3 separate regions of the Gossypium hirsutum genome follow, and all the other regions are linked to region 1. The links are chromatin contacts, called in public Hi-C maps. All regions are on one chromosome and are shown on one strand. Each heading gives the region's core, a stretch centred on a gene start, on an enhancer-like site or on the middle of the called end of the contact. The rest is flanking DNA. Distances are from core to core; before and after follow the strand shown. Region 1 holds the start of LOC107954504. Region 2 has its middle 29 kb from the start of LOC107956709. Region 3 holds the start of LOC107954510 (ethylene-responsive transcription factor CRF5).

What was found. Hi-C and Micro-C count contacts between places; a contact is called where the count stands out from the background.
Region 2: a Hi-C map of leaf shows a contact between it and region 1, with 1.9 times the contacts expected there. The contact joins the enhancer-like site here to the promoter of LOC107954504 in region 1. A contact is called at or near these places in 4 of 34 Hi-C or Micro-C datasets (anther, hypocotyl and leaf).
Region 3: a contact with region 1 is called in a Hi-C map of leaf, with 2.2 times the contacts expected there. The contact joins the promoter of LOC107954510 here to the promoter of LOC107954504 in region 1. A contact is called at or near these places in 2 of 34 Hi-C or Micro-C datasets (callus and leaf).

The regions. Positions count from the first base shown.
Region 1 is chrD07:23,373,247-23,377,905 of Gossypium_hirsutum_v2.1, reverse strand. It overlaps LOC107954504, which reads left to right and starts at 2,239. Exons shown (of 6, transcript XM_016890090.2): 1 at 2,239-2,708; 2 at 2,973-4,659. The coding sequence starts at 3,325.
Region 2 is chrD07:23,218,472-23,222,950 of Gossypium_hirsutum_v2.1, reverse strand. It overlaps the pseudogene LOC121219155. Among protein-coding and RNA genes, the nearest start is that of LOC107956709, 29 kb to the right of the region's middle. Within about 2 kb of position 1,535, at least 7 of the 9 cell types and tissues checked have an H3K27ac peak or open chromatin away from gene starts, as enhancers often do. A contact at or near this core is called in hypocotyl and leaf, where this site is marked.
Region 3 is chrD07:23,560,387-23,564,614 of Gossypium_hirsutum_v2.1, reverse strand. It overlaps LOC107954510 (ethylene-responsive transcription factor CRF5), which reads left to right and starts at 1,288. Exons shown (of 1, transcript XM_016890096.2): 1 at 1,288-2,229. The coding sequence starts at 1,288. The coding sequence ends at 2,229.

The sequences.
Region 1 (4,659 bases), core at 990-3,489:
TTCAAGTTTGGCAACCCTGTCTTCCAAAGTTGACAACATATCCCTCGAGTTACTGGCTTTCTTGCTTCTCCCACGAGTCTCCATCGACTTAACTTTGTTCTTCTATTCCTTTTGACATCTCAATCAACACCTTCAAACACTGGCTTGAATACCAACTGTTATGGGCCTAGAACTTTAGCCTGGCAAACCACACGGCCTTAAGCGATTTCTTGGATTCAAGTCCGCAAAGTTAGCCTAACACTTGAGAAATGAGAATTCTTGTTGAAATTCTCTAAGGCATCAAAGTAGAAGGGAAGCAAACTCGAAACGAAACAGCAATGAATGAACAGGAAAACCACAAAAAAATAGTACACATAAAGTGTTTGAGTAAATGCTCTCAATAGTATTAAATTACTATGAATGATTACAATTAAGTGATTACAAATGAAGGGAAGGCTTCTATTGATAGTTGAGCTCTCCTCCAAACCAATGGTACAGATCGAATTACGTCAACGGTTGAAATTTGTGTCTATTTACAAGGTGAGTGTCCTAAGGGATTTAAACCCTATATATATCTATCCCTTAATATTTACATAAATTACCTTGGTAACTCTAATTTTACTGGAGTATTTCATTGGACCCACCAAAGTTTAAGTAGATAAGACTTTTCATGAGTTCCATGAATTGAGCTAGTTTAAACGGATCAAATGAACCCCATTTAATAAGTTAACCTCTATGAAACATTTTGTGTGCAATGATTACGGAATTTGATCCGCGACCGTAGAGGTAGATTAATTTAAATGGAAGAACATAAGTGACATTGTATTAAATTTGTGATTAATATTGAATAGTTATGTTGTGCGGTGGACATTAATTGTTAAGCCTAGTTCCAACCTCTTTATTAATTATATTATTTAGTACTTACACGTAAACCAAACTTCACGTTAAAAGCCCCACCGTCCTTCTAATTGCTGCCGTTAAAACTCGACCTCTTGCACTCAACTCAAAACACACGCGATTAATCACTATCATCATCCATAGTTAAAAAGTGAAACCCCTCCATGCCGACTGCCCTTTCCCACCAATGTTTCATTTATTTCCCAAAAGAAAAACAAGACGAAAGGACGACCCCCTCTCCCCTGTCCCTTATAAAAGTAATGGGAAAATAAAAGAAGCTTGTGCCAAAACTTTCCATTATTACGTTTAAGTAAGCATGGGACCACATCCCCTGGTTTAGCTGACTGACTTCTGCTATATTAAATAATTGAACTATTCATGAAATTATTTTCAGTTATTATTAAATTTTCAAATATTAAAATAGAAATACAAAAAAATTGATAAAATGATGGCTTACCTACTCAACATTTTATTGAATATTGTCCATTTATCATTTTCAAATATTTTATTAAAAATTCTATATAAAAGGGTTAATAACACTATCAAGTAAATATAATTCTGTATAATATTTGTTATAAGCATATTTTAAAGGGCAAACAACAATGAGATGTGTCAGAGTTGAAATAGATTTTCACAGTTTCCTTCACTCTTCACGACCGACAAATCACTGCTTTTCCTCTTCTTCTCTCTTTGGTTGCATTAATTGTACAACCTTAATACCATAATTTTTTATCTTAGTCTTATGCTTAGTAGAGCCAAATGAAATAAAATAAAAGTAGAAAGATAAAAATGGAAAATGGAAAATATAATTCTGTTTTTATAGTTGTATTTTATAGAAAAGATAGAAAATTATTGATTTTTATGCATTAAGATTGAAAATGAGTATTTCTCTTAATTTCTTGCATCTCACTTTTTGTTTGTATCAAATAAACTCAAAACCGGATTGATGATCAAACCAGTTAAGTTATTGTGAAATGGATTTGGTCAAATAAAATATAAAAAAATAAAAAATAAGTAAAATCAATTCGTACTTGTTTGCGAGTCAATCAATTTGATTTTTTTAAATTGATTATAATATTTCAAAACATAAAAATAAATGATATAAAAAATTATAATACATATAATGCAAGGGAGTCGAGCTTTAAAAAAAAAGTCAAGAAGCCGTACAATGGCAAAAAAAATCAAATATTGGAATTAGATTTACTGTAATTTATTTAATTAATAAAAAACTCAAAACTTGAATGTGTGAAAAATTCAAAGCTCCAAATCTTTTAACACGTAACCTCCACATTAGCAACATGGTTAAAAGATAATAGTTTAATCAACATTTTCTTTTAAAGTATGAATATTCTTTATTTTTCATACAACTTTGGGAAACTATCATGTAATCTGGGTTTCTTTTGTTTATATGTTTGCTCTGAGAAAACCAAGAACAACCACCCAGCAACTTGGCTTTTAAAAGGAAAGTTTATTAGAACCGTCAATTCAGCTTCCTTTTCTTTTTTTCCCTCCTTACCTATCCATTTCTGGGTTCCCAAATTTGGCTTCATATAAGTAAATGAGTAAGCGAGTTTGTTGATGCCGATGGCTGTTGCCAAGAGTCGTGGGGGATATTTTAGCTCTTAAAAGAAAAGGAATGGTTTAAGTAAATTGCTTCTGGCGTGACGTCGTTTTCTATAATTTTGGCGTGCTGGGGCTCTGAATGACTTTAAAAAAAATGACCGAGTCAACCAAAGTAAGGTTGGCTCTGTGTCCAAAGTGCGAAAACCTTCTTCCAGAACTTACAGATTATTCTGTTTACAAATGTGGTGGCTGCGGCGCTGTTCTTCGAGGTGCTTTTCTCTCTTTATATTTTTCTTTATTTTCCTACTTTTTTGTTTGGTTGATGAGAAAGTTGTTGAACGCAAGAGACACAAATTTGTCTCTACCCTCACCCTGTCATGTATCTGTGTTAACTTGAAATTTTGCTTATTATAGTAGTTTGAAATCATTTAAGGCTTTGGATTCCAGTTTCCTGTTTTAGTTCGGTCCTTTTGCAATCAAATGAGCATAATTTCTTGCATGAAATTGATAGTGGAATGTTGTTTGATTAACAGCAAAAACTGAGAATTGTGAACCAGAAACTTCCTCTGAGAAGTGGGAAGAAGACAGGCTCGGCCGAGTTCCTACCAAGTTCCGTATTTTTCGGAGAAGGGTATAGTAGACTCATGTGATGCGGGTGGTAAATCAACCGCTGGCTCTTTGAAGTGTGATACAACTAGGAATGAACCTAAACTTCCTGCTGATAAATGCTGTGTTGACAAAGGTAATGATATTAGTGCAAATAAGGATGAGGTGGTAAATTTAACTGGAACAGAAAACGAGATTTTCGATTCCAAATTTGGGCATACTGGTGGATCACAAATACTGGGAGACGTTCCTGATTGGGACGCTGGGAAGCAAGAAGAGATGGAGGGTTTTCCGAGAATTCCAAGAGATGTTACCGAAGACCATCCGGATGAACGCCCATCAAACCGCCAGTTAGATGCTTCTTATGGGTTGCAGGCTCAAACTGACCAGGATGGTTCTGGTAGAATTCTCCTCGAAGAAGATCGAGCTATGCTTCTGAGGGAGCTAGATGAGATAAAGGAGCAACTTAGTAGGTCCTGTAATGTGGTAGATAAACCAAAAGATAAGGTTCCACTTGATGGGAGGGTTGCTCCTCCAGAGTCATTTGGTGGTGTTGGTTCCTGGTTTCCAAATGGTTCTTCCGCATCACAAAACCCTTCATTACCTTTCTATGGACCTGATAAAGATGGTTCTAGGGCAGGACCCTCTTACTTTGCTCAATTTCCAGAATCGTATGCTTATCCTGGTGCGAATGCAATGACTCCGCATGGACTGCATCCTCCAATGCTTGATCCAAATCATGTTCCTGCATATGGAAATGCATTTGGATCCCGAGTGCTTGGAAGAACCTCGCATCAGTTGCCAGGGGAATACCAACAGCTGCCGCCACATCCATACTTTCCTAGACAGTACAATGGAAGTGATCATCACCCATTCATGCCATACCCGCAAAGTTCAGTGTTGCATCATGCTTCTTGTTCTTGTTTTCACTGTTACGAGAAACATCAGCGAGTTCCAGCTCCTGTTCCGACCTCTGCATTTGGCAATAGAAGATTTCCTGATATGCCTAATAATCCAACATACCATATTGAGAACCCTATGACTTTAGGTTCTAGGACTGCAATGCCTCCTCCATTGAATGTACATGGTACGCAAGCACATGCTAGATTGCCAAGAGACATTAACTCAGAAACAGGTGGTTGTGTTCAGGGCTGTCCACAAAGGATGGTGTTGGCCGGTGGTGGACGCCGTTTATGTCCTATGGCTGGTGGTGCTCCATTTATAACATGCTATAATTGCTTTGAACTACTACAAATGCCCAGGAAACTTCGGCTCATGGTAAAAAATGAACAGCAAGTGCGGTGTGGAGCCTGTTCTACCGTGATAAGTTTTATCATCACCAACAAGAGGCTTGTTATTCGTGATCATGCAAAAGCGATGGAAATTTCTGTGGAGGCTGATGATATCTCTAATGCAGTTGCAAAGGATTGCTCCTCACATTTCCATGGCCATGCGAACCAAATATCTGCTAACTTTTCATCTGATGACTATGATCATTCGGGTTATGAGTTTCAGTCAATGGATAGAGAATCTAATGCATTGTCAATGGGTAAGGCTTTGAACTCAGTCAAAGCTCGGGATATGCAAAGTATTTTTTCTTCATCTCCAAGCATC
Region 2 (4,479 bases), core at 286-2,785, 150 kb after region 1:
CAGCTTGAACTCCTTGTGGCGTGATTATATGACCCAAATATGCAATCAATTTTTTAACAAAAGAGCACTTGAATTTTTTTGAGAAATAATTTATTAGTTGTCAAGAGCTAAAAAACCAACCGGAGATGATGGAAATGCTCCGCCCAAGTTCTACTAAAAACAAGAATGTCAAAAAAAACACCACCACAAGTTTCCTTAAGTATGGATAAAATATCTCATTCATCAACACTTGCAAAATAGAAGGATCATTTGTAAGGTTGAATGGCATGAACAAAAATTCAAAATGGCCATGATGTCTAGGTAATGTCGTTTTCTCAACATTCGATGGATACATGCGCACTTGGTGATACCTAGACAACAAATCCATCTCGGGAAAGAACTGCGCTCCCCTTAATTCCTCCACCACAGAAGACGGGACAAAGCCATGGGTACTACTAGTCGATGAGGACAAGAACTATGCTTCCATTCCAAATCCCTTCGAATCGCATGGTTTGTAGACTTTTAATTCCCATGATGACATTTAATGAAGTTTTGGAGGTTGCTCTTGGTCTTGTTGGTCAAGTAACTCTTCTTCTACTAGATCTATTCAAAATAATTTTCTGCATTGATGCCCATGAAAAAAAAAGTTTCATCACAATTAAAGCAAAGTCCCCATCTTCTTCTATCCTCCATCTCTTCTCGAGTCAGCCTTTTAATTAATCTATTGTTTTTAATTTCAATGGTAGTAGGAGCTCGTCTACTATCCAAGTAGCTTGTTCGGGAGAATAACTTGCATTCATACAGCCTTGACATACTTATGGCAGTTACCAAGTCGTTAGGCTGATGAAGCTCCACCTTGATTGCAATGTATTCTTGCAACCCACAAAGATAAAAGTTTAATTTTCTAGTCTTGTGTAAAAAATTCCGACTCAGGACACAAGGACCTCAAATTCGTTTGATAATTAACCACTATGCTGGTTTGTTTATGTTTCGCCAATTCTTCCAATTGTTTCACTGGATTGGAGGTCCAAAAAAAAAAAAGGCAGCACTGAGTTTTAAATTCATCTCATGTAGGATTAGATGTGTCATTCACCATTTTAGAAACTATAATTGAGTCGTAACTGTGAAGCATGGACACGGACACGCAATACGGGTATGATACGATACGAACATGGCGACATGGTAATTTTTAAAATATGAAGATACGGATATGACAAGATACGAAAATAAAAAAATATTTTTCATATTTTTATACTTTTTTTATGTTAAAATACTTGATGCAAATGAAAATATTGATATTTTATTTTACTATTTTTTTAATAGAAACTGAAATTTTATTCAAATCAAATAAAGCCCAAAATAGAACAGTCATAAAAGGCCCGAAAACAAGCTTTTATCCAACTAAATAATAGAGGGTACTCTAGAAACTTCCTAGTTTCAGCTGAAAAAATCTAAAGGCACAGTTCCAGAAAAGCAACAAGTTCTTGGAAAAACCCCTCTGTGCTTATCTCTTCTTCATTTCCAAGTTTTCAACAGACCCTTCGACTACCTTCGTCTCTTCCTCTACCCAAAACTTACACATCCATCCAGAGAGCCCCAGTGACTCAGACCTCTTCTATCCCTCTCCATCTGTATTCTTGCAAACTCAGGGACACCATTTTGTAAACACCTCTGTTCTCCAACCTTCAATCCCTCAAAAGCCAACATTTCATCAAAATTTCAGCCGCCGTCGTCAGCCACCATCTAATTTTCTTGCGTCTGTCATATTTCCATTTTTAGACACCCATGTCGGGAACTTGTCCGACCTCCTTTTTTTCTTGATGTATTCTGGCATGTTCCGTATGTATCGGGGCGTGTCCGACGAGTGTCCGTGTTGGACACACGTACGAAACCGGTACGAGGAGGGATGAACCATGTCCGTGCTTCCTAGAGTTGTACCTTCCAAGTGAAAAGAAGCTAAGCCTAGTTTCTCCTCTTCCAACGTCAGTTGATTGTGGGAAAAATGTCTACACCTACTAACCAATCTCAAAGGATCTTCTTGTCCATCAAAATGTGAAAAACCTAACTTTGTGAATTTGGGAACAAGACTGCTTCCTCCGAAAAATTTGAACTCGTAATTCTTACTAGACCTTTATCTTTTCGTGTAATACTATAACTTTTTGCCCCTGCTGATGATGTTGCCTGTTTAGCATTCCCCAAGTCTTGGGTAATAGCTGCCAAATTTGCTTCTATTGCTCTTCATGGCAAAAATGGAGAATTTTGTCCTATTATATGATGTCACCTGTGACTCTTGGCTTTGAATCCAAAATGTTATGGTCCTTAGAACTGGATCTAGTTATGGGTCAACTGAATGAAGGAATGGGTTGAGAAAATGAAAGGGATAAGGGGTTTTTCTTCTTTCTACCTATGGTTGCATATTGTCCGGGAATTTGATAAATTCTCAAGCATAAAACAGTCTATTAACTTCCTTGCTCATTTACATATAAGAGAAACTGCTCTTTAAGGAAATATAATCGCCCAACTGAATTGCAGAAAAATACACTGCAGAACTAAAGTGGAGAAACACCCTCCTTCAAAATAGGAAACTCAACTGAATAAAAACAACTAAAGAAAAATATATTGTAAACATTATTTGACCAAATGTTGTTTACTTGATGTTTATACACCTGAAATGGCTTGCTAACAATTTCCTAAATTAAAATAATAGATTATTTAACTGCAAAATGAATAAAAACAACTAAAGAAAAATATATTGTAAACATTATTTGACCAAGTGTTGTTTACTTGATGTTTATACACCTGAAATGGCTTGCTAACAATTTCCTAAATTAAAATAATAGATTATTTAACTGCAAAATAAGTATAAAAACACATTTAAACATAGTATACTAGTTTTTGTTGGGAAAAAATCCGTGTAAACAACGAATAAGAAAAATAATGAAGAAATTGAAAAAATTGAACTCACAAATTTTACATGGAAAATTTTTTTTAAAGAGGATAAAAAACTACGGGCAAAGATAATTTCACTAAATTGACAAAAATGAAGAGTATAAAAATAGAGATAAAAACTAAACCCTAAAACCTAAATATAAGAACTCTTAAAACTTAAACATAAAATTCTCTGAAAGCTTTTAAAAGCTAATACTTAAATGTGTTATGGGTTTTTCTTTCTATGGTAGAAAAGGGTCATTTATAGACTAAATTTGTTGCTCAAATAATCTTGAAATAATCAACACTAATCAGAGTTCGATTGGGACAAATAATTAGAATTCGACTCGAAGAAGAAAATTGAGAAAACTACATGACACGTCGCAATGTCGCGATGTCCCCTATTGTGTCGTTGCAACGTCATTTCTTCTTCTCCCATGTTTCATCATCGCGTCGTCGTGACATCACATGGCTCTTCGTCGTAACGTATTTATCTATTTGTGTTTTAATTTGATCAAAATGCGAGGCATACTCTATAAATCTCTACCTTGACTCATATTTCCACAATGCCTTAATTGTCGAGCACGCCACGGGTCTATCTTGAACTTTGCAGGATGTTAATTGAGTCTAAGATGTACTTGAACTTTTAAACCAGAAAACTTCTAGTCTTTGACTTTTGCATTGTTAAATCAAAACTAACTCGAGTCTGCTTTCCACAAACGCAATGCTTTGTTTTTCCAAATCCCGCACCCAAAAGAAAGCTTCTCTTATTCAAAATGGTCATACATTTTTCCCTCCTATGACCAAATTGTCTCTGCTTCAAATGACTCGACTCCGATTCCTTAACAAACAAAGGACTTGTTGTTTTACCAGTCACCGTTGAACCTTGCAAAATATAAAGATTGTTAGTCTTTCGACCTTTCATCGGAACGAAAGCCCTATGAGACACTTTAATGTTGTTTGACTCGATGTTAATTTTACAACCCTTCGATTCTAACAAACTCAAGAAAATGAGATTCCTCATTAAATCAGGTACATGTCTAACACCTGACAGTGTTCTGATTAACCTGTCGTGCATCCTAATCTGAATGGTACCTACACCGATTATCTTTCTAGATGAATCGTTCCCTATACATACAACTCTACCTTCAGCTGAATTGTATGTGGAGAACCAGTTCCTGTTGGGACATATGTGGAAAGAACACCTTAAATTCAAGATTCATTTGAATATAAACTTAGACCTTTCGATTGTAGACACCAACAACCATTCATCACCTTTATTGTCGGCCAAATTAGCATCAACTAATTCTTCTTCGTTCCTCTCAGTAGTCATCTTATTTCGCAACTTGTAACAATTTACCTTAATATGACCTAACTTTTTGTAGTAGCGACATCTCTTGTCATGATTCCTTGATGCTACAAAACTGAGACTTGCCTATCTGACTTCCTATCCATACCGAACATATTATTGAGTTTGTCTTTAGTTAACAAGTAACCCTTCACATCCTCAAATGAGATTTTATCTCTGCCATAAATCAGGGTCTCCCTGAAAGACTTACATGAATAGGGTAA
Region 3 (4,228 bases), core at 39-2,538, 190 kb before region 1:
AGATCAATGATCAAACTAGTCAAAGCACCGATCCTTGGTTCAACCAGTCGAGCTAATTTTATTTAAATAAATTATTTAAAAATTTATAATTTTAAAAAAAAATACATATCAAAAAGGAGAAAACCAATTCAACTATATGTTCAACCAGTTTTTAGCCTATTTTGAGAGATTTGCATAAAAGTTGATTTAACTCTTTTTTTTCAAATAAATATATCGGTCGATTCTTGATCTAACCAGTCTGATTCCAACAACCACAATTTTTTTTTATTTTTATCTTTTAACAATTTATAATAAGTTATATATTTTTATTATATATCACTAATCCAACTAATCAAATAAGCAGATGTGGATTTATAAGTGTATTTTGGTGAATTCCTTGGGGCGAGTGACTCATTCTTGCTTGACTTGGAGGCCCATAAAATGAAGGAAAGCCCACCACATAATTGTTTAGGTGTGAAGAAAATGAGAGCATAAAAATAAATCTTTGAATATAGAACTTATTTCTTATTATTTATGTTTTCTACCTACCTACCCACTCATGCTTTTTCTCTCCAACTTTACATTTCTAATTGTAAACTTGGTTGTCGCTTAATTTTCTTTCAATGGAATCTAAATAATACTAATTATATTTATAGTAAGAGAATCACCCAATCTTTGTTTTATTTCCTAGTCAACTGCCACCGAAAAGAAAAAAAGATTTTTTCCAACAGAAATTTTGGGCCAATCCATTATTTTTGGACAAATAGAATGAAAATCCTGAGATTCTAATTTTACATTTCTTATTTATCTTTTTTATTTTTTGTCTGCCTACTTTACAATATTTAAAATCTTTTATTTTTATCAATCATAAATTTAAATTCTGCAGTATATACCTCCAACAGCCAATCAAATATCATAATTGAGGACAAGCATCCAATGCAGTTGAAGCGTGTAGGACACGGCGGGCATTAGAGCGTGTGAGGCTTTTGTTGCTTGGGGACCAAGCAGAATAGGAGGACCCAGCACATTTGGAGGGAAGTTTAGGACACGTGTCATTACAGTGAGAAGCAGCAAGTCACCTGTTCGCTAATTTTGATTGTTAAGAGAAATAAATAAGGTAGTTTTATGGAGGATACCCCTACAAAACAGCGATTCTTGCTATTTTCACTCTTCCTTTCAACTCAAACTCTCCTGTTCCTTTCCAGTATCTCGCCTTTTGATTTTACTCTCCGCCAAAGTTTTAGTTTCTTTTTTCTTCTCTCTCTCGAAAACAGAATCCCCGTTTTTCTTTATGTTAACCACCTGGAAATGAATCCAGGGAGGGTGAAATACACAGAGCGAAGAACTGTTACTAATAAGCTACTCAAGGCATCGAGCAAGTGGTTTCCCATGGAGTCCAAGCCCAAAGCCCCTAGGATCGTCAGGATTTCTGTCACCGATGGCGATGCCACCGATTCTTCTAGCGATGAAAGCGAGCAGGAGAGACATCACACAGTGAAAAGGCATGTTAGCGAAATCAGGATCGGAGATTGTTCTACATTCAATTCCAACAAGCCATCAAACAAGCAAAACAGACCGACTAACAATAAGACCAATCTTGTCAATATCAGATCAAAGAAGCAACAACCGCAGCAGCAGCAGCAGCAATGTTTGTCTAACGGCGTCAAGTACCGTGGGGTTCGACAAAGGCCGTGGGGAAGATGGGCTGCTGAGATCAGAGACCCGACAAGTCGAACCAGGGTCTGGCTTGGCACTTATGATACGGCTCAAGAAGCTGCTTTGGTTTATGACAGAGCCGCGATTCGAATCAAAGGCCCTGACGCTCTCACCAACTTTATAAAGCCTCCTGCCAGACCCTCCCCACCTGAGATTGAACTTGAAATGACTTCCGGGTATGATTCTGGCCAAGAATCTCACTCACTCTGTTCACCAACTTCTGTTCTGAGATTTCAGTCGAATGAAGAAACTGAACTTCAAACCGAGTCCAAAGATGACTCAACAACACAAACTGGGTGGAGCCCTGTTAAGGAACTCTCTCAATACCCAAGTAACTTATTAGACGAGTTTTTGTTAACAGATCCAGTGGTTTTATATGATTACTTGGATTCTGATAACCCTACACCCATATTTTTTGATGAACTGAGTTTACCGGAAGCAAGCAGCAATTTGGAACATGATTATGGTGATATTTCTATTCAATTGGATGTTGATTTCGGGTCTTGTTCCTGGGATGTGGATAACTACTATTAAGATCAGAGTAGTTTTGGCTCTTGTTGCTGCCCATGTTTACCTGAGTTGCTGGTATATACTTTTTTGCCGTGCGTAATTTTATGGTAAATTCCGAGTGGAATTTTGGATACCTTTTTCTAGATGTGTTTCTCTACTGCTGCTACAGTGTGTAAAGAAATGCCAAGTAAACATGTAAATTCTTGGTTTCTTTTAAGGCTTCTTTTTTGTGGATATGAACAGGTTTGGTGTGCGTTTCAATTGGCATGGTCGTTGTTTGTATGCCAGGAAGCGTGCTTTGCCGTTATGTCTTTTGTTTAAAAAGAAAGTAAAAAATCTTAAATTTATTTTGTTTCGGGTTATTGAATTCATTGCTTTACTTCTTTTTCTTGTCCGGGTAATTGATGGGGTCGGTGAGATATTTTTTTAATCTTTAATGGGTGCATTGGCGCGGGACTCAAAAGGCTGCCAAGTTAAGCTAAAGTTGGGTACCCACGTTCAACGGTTTGCCACCTTAGACACTTGTTAGCCATGAACTCGTTTGAGTTTTGTTAAGAGCCATTCTTTTTAAGCATGCCATTCATATTCCATGCCACTTGTTCCCCCTGTTTGGTTTTCCATCAAACAAAAGGGGAAAAAAAAGAAAGTAAAATGACCCTTTGGAAAAATTTACTATTTGATCGTCTTAAAAGAAGTAGTAGTTATGTTTCTTTCATTGACAAGTTCTCGTGCTCTGATTTCACCATCAAGGTTAAAAAAATATGCCAACTACGATTCTAAGAAGGATTTTTTTTCTTATATATGAAAATAATGAAAGAGAGCAAGAGAGACACGTTATGTTCCATATTAAGAGGCACTTCTTTGTTTTGGGGATGTTTTTGGGTTGCCTTGGAACAGTATAACAGTGACTTCAATTGATAAGGACATTATCTTGAGTTGAGAAAACAGACAAGTGCGAGATGCCCCATGGGACTCTCGTTTAGAGGACCCAATTCCATCCACTTGACAAAGTTGATTTTGAATCCTTTGGAAAATAAATGATACGTCGGCCCCACAGAGATTGACCCTGGTGGGATCTTTAGACACGATTCTGCCCTCGCTTTGCCCTGTCCCCAAGGCTGAGCCAACCAGCCTCTAGAAATACATAAAAAAGTCTTGACACGATACTAAAAACGTCTTGGAAAGGGTTGTCGTAGAGCCATAGGGCTACCTGCACACTAGGGTTAGGCCTTGGCATTTTCAGGTGATATATCCCGGCATGCTTGAATCTCCGGTAACGACAAGTATCTTTTTTTTTTCAGTCAAAAATCGATTTGTTACAAAAGGTGGTTCGTGGATTGCAGGCTTTTGGGGATTATTTAATTATGATGAACAAAGATAGCAGCAAAGGTGGTTTCAAAAATCACGGCTAATATCAGCCTCTGCTGGACTGCTGTCGGTAAGCAGACCCACTTGCAAGCTGAAGCTCTGGATTACTGGTAGCCCAATAGTCGACTCTTCTCGCTGAATACTGATGTTCATTTCTTCTTTTTACGTCTGGTTTAAATGTATACTAACAGCGACATAGCGATGCAAAGTTTAGTTTGACTTTGAGGTGGTGGCCCCCCTCCCTACTTTCCCAGAATTGGTGGGGACGGGTCGACGTAGCTGGTTACCCCAAAAATATATAGCAAAATTTCATAATGGTCAAAGATTGAAGATCAAGGAAATAAACTAGGGGGGAAAAGGTTACTCATAAACCATTAACAAAGGCAGTTCAAATAACAGGTCTGAGCTCTGATGTTTTCCTAAAAATAAACTTTTCCAGTTTCCACGCATAAAAGGGATGTTGGAGTTGGACAAATGCCGCAAATAGTACACCTGAGCCCCTGGGTAATTAACTTGGCATTTTCCTTTTATTGTAAAACTACGGTGGGGTTGTTTATATATTTCCTTCCTTTATTTACAAATAGATAAATTAGTTATATTAGATTAAATTGTAAATTAATTTTTTTTTATTTTTACAGTTAAATTATGACGTAAT